2 separate regions of the Gasterosteus aculeatus genome follow, and region 2 is linked to region 1. Evidence: chromatin contacts called from public Hi-C data. All regions are on one chromosome and are shown on one strand. Each heading gives the region's core, a stretch centred on a gene start, on an enhancer-like site or on the middle of the called end of the contact. The rest is flanking DNA. Distances are from core to core; before and after follow the strand shown.

Region 1 (2,700 bases), core at 112-2,611:
AGGCACCATCGAAAGCCGAAGGCCTAAATGCTGGACTCGGGTTCTACTTTCAAGACTTTATTCGGATAGATCAAAACCAACCAAAAACACAACTAAATCCCTCTTTTTTTCATTAACAACGAGGGGGTCGGTTTCTGGTCGCAGAGCAAAGCAGACGCTCATTAGTCCGGCGGATCAGGGAGGGGGAGTTCAGGTGCATTTACGAAAAATTGTTTAAAAGGTAAATGGGGTCTCTAATTGTTTATTTTTCCAAACTATAGGAGGGGAGGAAAGGAACGATTAGAAACAGCACAAGCCCCCCTCCCCCTCCGGGGCGCACCACTGTCTCCCGGCGCGACAGCAGGCTGCCATCTCCACTTTCTCGTCGAGCATCTGTAACAAAAGGAGCGACGCTCCGAGCGCTCACGGCCCTTTTGTTGCCCATCTCGTCTTTTATTCAGTTGTGGCGACTTCATTCGAAGCTCTTCCTTTTCATGATAATTGCACTGCACGTTTGTCCAGGAACTACATCTAAACACATAATACCAATCAATAACCTTACAACTGAAATTGTATCGTCATAAATAAACTATTTTGTCAGGTTTTCTCCAAATTATTCGGTTCTCACGAAACAACAAACATATCAGGTGCTCAACTGTTGATCGGGGACTACAATTTTAAAATAATTTAAACCTCAACCGCGCATCTCCATTCAATATATCCATGATTTACGCACGGATTTGCACCCTAACAGCGCAGCCCGACAAATACCCCCGCCCCCCCTCCCTCCCCCACCACCCGCCCAGATGGATGCGATGGAAGCTGGATGATAAAATGTAATTTACCTGTCCGTTGGTCTTGTTGGGCGAGGAAGCAACAGCCTCTCCGGGCTTTTCAGCCACGGCTTCAGCCTTTACGGCTGCCCTGGACAATTGCGCTCCCATGCTTGTAGCTCCAACAAAGAAACTCAACCGATCCCCCCACACACACACACACACACACAAAAAACGAACAAAGACCCCACAAGCCTCTTTGTTGCAACGCAAAGCTCTTCGCTGCTGTCTTCCCTCTTTCACTCTCTTTCTCCCTCTGCACAGAGAGGAAAAAAAAGTTCACTTGGGAAAACGTGAAATCAAAGTCCAGTTGAGTGCCACTGAGGATTTTTCCGGAGAGCAGGAAAAGGCTGATAGGTTAGGGACAAGCAATAAAATCCACGGTCGGTCGTGTCGCTGCAGACAGGCTGCAAAATGGAGAAATTTCCCTTGTTGCTATTAAGATGCACAGTCCAACGCCCAAGTGAAGAGATGAATGGGCGCTCCAAGCGATGACGGCACGGCACTCAGATTCAACCAATCACGGCCGGTGCGGCGCAGCGTGGGCGGGGTTTGTGGAAAGGGAGTGAACAATAGATGTAGCGCTACGTTCACGGTACGTCGGTATCATGAATCTCACAAACAAACAAGAGAGTATCGCTTTTTTTTCAAATAACTGAAACGATATTTTATCAAATCACGAGATAATTCATTTGGTTTTGAATGGCAACCATCGTTTTGAAATATGAAGGTTTTAAACGTAGGTATATGTTTTCGCTATGATAGGTAATGCAAGCTACACACAAGCCACACAAATGTAATATTAAAGTTATTTTTGTTCACGGCTTCAGGGACTTTTATATGAAAATGTTCCCCTGAATGACTATGTATATAATAAGGTCTAGTTTCATATTTTTGGTAGTATTGTCACCCAAACTAGATCCCAGACTAATGATTTGCGTACAATGGGAACGCTAATATATGTGGTGTAAGAACTACGGTTTTGGAGGAGGTCCTATCTTTTTGAAATTCCCAAACTGACCTGGTTTCCTAATTTTTGACCTGAGATTAGCCAGATCAAACTTGAGGATAATTAAACCGGATTTAGAATGCAGTAGACCTGATTAGACCTACGTAACTATGATTATGCAACGTATTGCATGATCATAGCTGATGGCGAGCTTTGACACGAGCCAAAAGATCGAGACCGTGACGATTGGACAGAATAAACAGTAATTTGGATGTGACCGATCTTGGGTTGGAGATATACGCAAGGAAACTGTTGTTTGTGTTATTGTTAAATATTGGCAACACAGATAACCTTGGTAATAAAAACCCAATTTTGTGGTTTGTTATCATAAATTAGCGTGTTTTGTAATCATTTCAAAGTAATTTGGTTTCTAAAATATGAGCATAGTGCTTAATCACAGTCAGAGCTTCTATGTATAATTTATTTTGGTGTGACATGAGTGCAGCATGTGTTCTCACCACAATTGTCCTGTTGACAAACTATTTTTTTAAAGAGATTAGAATGCCTGTGACATCGCTGTTCAAAGCATTCACCTGAGAGTGTTGGTCAAAGCCTACATTACCACGTGGTCACCAGACAGAAACAGAGACAAGACAAAAATAACATCCGAAAATGTTCAAAAAATCATCTCAGCCACTTTCTCTCGTTGAACAAACACCTCCCACTTGTGAGCGGATGCGGGTGGAGGTTGCACAGTTGCTGGAGGTTATAGGCGTGTACCCCCATTCAAACCTGTGATGTGCCCCGCAGGGGAATGTTGCAGGGCGTACAAACAGGTCCCTCGGCCCACATTTGCATTGCAAATCTATCACACAAGCACAGGCGGAGTCAAATGTCCTCCGCAGCACAAACTGAGGTGGGCTGCCCCGGCAGTTTCAA
Region 2 (2,927 bases), core at 393-2,892, 94 kb after region 1:
CTTTACAAAGAGGTCTGGCAGCTCTCAGAAAGGTCAGTTCCTTCTCCAGAGTGAAAATACAGAGGACTAATTCAAAAGGATTGTAATATGATATGCCGGGCTGTGTTTGTAACAGAGCACTTAAGCCTCTAAAAATGTAATCAGTGGGAAAGTTTGCTCTCACATTGGTAACAGAAGAAGAAACTGGAGGCTATGGTGGGGACATCCCTGGATATGTGCTTTAAATCTGGATGAGCATGGATTTATACCACTTAATTTTCTTTTGGTGCAACACATTGTGAGAAATGGTATACCTTATCATTTTTCCCATTACCCTGTGTGTGTGTGTGTGTGTGTGTGTGTGTGTGTGTGTGTGTGTGTGTGTGTGTGTGTGTGTGTGTGTGTGTGTGTGTGTGTGTTTATCCTCTAAAATCAGTCATGCGCAAGTCCAAGCATGCAGTGAAACAAATGCTGTCCAGAAGAGCAGCAGATGGTAGATAGCTCAGGTGAACGCACTGCAAACGCACTGCAAACACATTACCTTCATGCTCGCACAAAGCCACACTCTGTCAGGGAGCTTGATTAGATTTGCAGGAAGCCGTGTTATCATTGGCTGTTCTGCCATTCATCTGTAATATAATGACGGGGATATTGAGCTCTTCTTTCTTCTTTCTGTCTGGACAGGCAAGAGGAGGATAACCTGGTTATATGATATGGAACCCAGAAACCTGCTAGGAGCTTCATACACAAGACTTCAGGCTAATAGGTTTTGAAATCCCGCCTTTGTCTCCTAAAAGAAAGCTACCTAAAGTAATAAAAATGAACATACAAACTATTGTGATGACATATTTTTGCAATCTCTCTATGAAAAAAAAGTTATGTCAGATTTTACTGTTATCTGTAACACATTTTAGCATAAAACATGAATACATTGTCCAAATAAAACCCAAACTGCTTTTGAAATCTAGGGAGCCTACAAAATGTAATTTTCATCATTTCATCTTAATTCACATTTGGGTTGGGGTCAAAAGGGTGTTTTTACATGATATGTGACGTTTGAGAATTCTAACCTAAAGGATGCTAAAGATTATCTTAGCGAAGGCGGAGGATGATTATTCACACACATCGATGCACAAGAGATTCTTTGAACAAACAACACCAGCGGGAACGAGGACGTATCTTTATCAGTACGGTATGAGTGTGGTCTAAACCTTGGTACTTGGGAATGCTTCCCTTTCCCACGGAAAATTGGCATGAAAGGAAATACATGATGTGCTGTGTCGGCTCATAGAATATTTATGTTGATGAACGTACTCTGTATGCAACACAAGCATGCAGGTCTCCACTCTGTATCCTGGGCATGCAGCTTCGAAATGTAAACAGGTGTACAGGAAATTATGGCTCATCACAGTACACCGCATGACTCACTCTCAACCATTCAGAATGCTTGATTTCATCCACCCATATTATATTTAAGGATAAAGATGGTTGTATTCTGATGCTGGACGATAACTGTGTGTGTGTGTGTGTGTGTGTGTGTGTGTGTGAGAGAGAGAGTGAGAGCGAGCGCGCAACAAATCAGGTAATCAAGCTTTCATAACTCAGTGCCTAGCCTTTTACTGACATCACCACACGTTACTGGTTGCTGCCAGCCATCTGTATAGGGAAAGGGAACGGGCTATATTTAGATCGGTCTTAGATTTGTGTGTAGACAACCACCAGGGGAATCAAAGCTAATACCAATGCACTTCCTGTCTGTTATTCATTGGCTTAGTCACACTTCCTGTGGAAGTTGATCATATGCAAAGCCAAGGACCATCTTTGTTCATTTTTCAAAGATATGTTTGAGAAACTTGGGCTAATTAATCTGGCTTTTCATTTTCCTCTCAGTCGTTAAGATCACAGGACAAAACATGGCATAAGATATGTGTCTTTGTCACTCATGCATTAACATGAATTTAATCCTGATGAAAGAGTATTTGTCTTAAATAAACAAAAATCTGTGCTCAAGTGGCCCGGAAATTCTTAAAGAAGAGCCTCGGTGGTTCCCTGGAAAGCTAATTAAAAATCTGTCCAGTTACACAAAGGATTTGAAGAGGAAGTAAAGAACGTGTAATCAAAGCGTGGGATGTAAGGTGCAGGCGTTGGAGGACAGCTTTATGCGGCTGAGAGGGCTGGAGTCCAAGCTGAAGAGGATCAATGCTGGGCTGGGGGGCTTTTAAAGAACAACATTTCACTTTTAGAACTGCTATGAATTCATTTGTTTACTTGCAACGTGGAGTTTCTCTTTTATCCCTCCATTGTCCTTTTCTCCTGATCCATCAAAAAGTGACAGGTTTCAGTCCTCTGAAGCTCTATATCACAGAAATGTCCGAGCACTGCTTACTTTCTTAAAAACAATATAACCTTTATGTAATGAAGAGCTGCTTTAACATAATTTGTGGAGAGTCAAGTTGGAAGTCTCCCAGAAAGATGTGAAACAAAATTAAACTCAAGACTTTGTGATTTCAACCTTCTTGTTTGCCCTCATTACATTTTGCAGCAAACTAAATTGTGATGAACAAAAAAACACCTTTGTTTGAAACTTCCGCCTCTGCTAAAACCCATACTCCAAACCTGTGTTTGGTGGAGACAAAATGGAGATTTACGTGAAAAGGATCACAACAGGTGTGTAAAAGGTTCATGAACACTGTGCTGATATCCCCAGTGTGTGTGACTCGATACAAGTTGAAGAAAATCACTGCAGCTTGAGCGTGCACCATAGAAGAGGCTAACCAGTGTTTTCGTCACCCTGCAAAATCTGTTCGAGACGTCTCACAAAAACACTGCTTGTCCTCCATGACTGATCACCCGTGTATGACATTCTGCTGTCCATTAAATAAGAAATTGCCTGCTCCCAAGAACTATTCTTCGGTGTCTTTTGAGTCTCTGTACTGCCTCTCAGGCCC

What was found. A called contact is a pair of places that touch in the nucleus more often than the background predicts.
Region 2: a Hi-C map of skeletal muscle shows a contact between it and region 1, with 2.8 times the contacts expected there. The contact joins the enhancer-like site here to the promoter of marcksa in region 1. A contact is called at or near these places in 2 of 6 Hi-C or Micro-C datasets (both in skeletal muscle).

What each region holds. Positions count from the first base shown.
Region 1 is chr18:4,329,247-4,331,946 of fGasAcu3.hap1.1, forward strand. marcksa (myristoylated alanine-rich protein kinase C substrate a) reads right to left here and starts at 1,362. Exons shown (of 2, transcript XM_040160425.2): 1 at 825-1,362. The coding sequence starts at 923.
Region 2 is chr18:4,423,064-4,425,990 of fGasAcu3.hap1.1, forward strand. No RefSeq gene overlaps it. Among protein-coding and RNA genes, the nearest start is that of LOC144389437, 13 kb to the right of the region's middle. Within about 2 kb of position 1,643, at least 1 of the 9 cell types and tissues checked has open chromatin away from gene starts, as enhancers often do.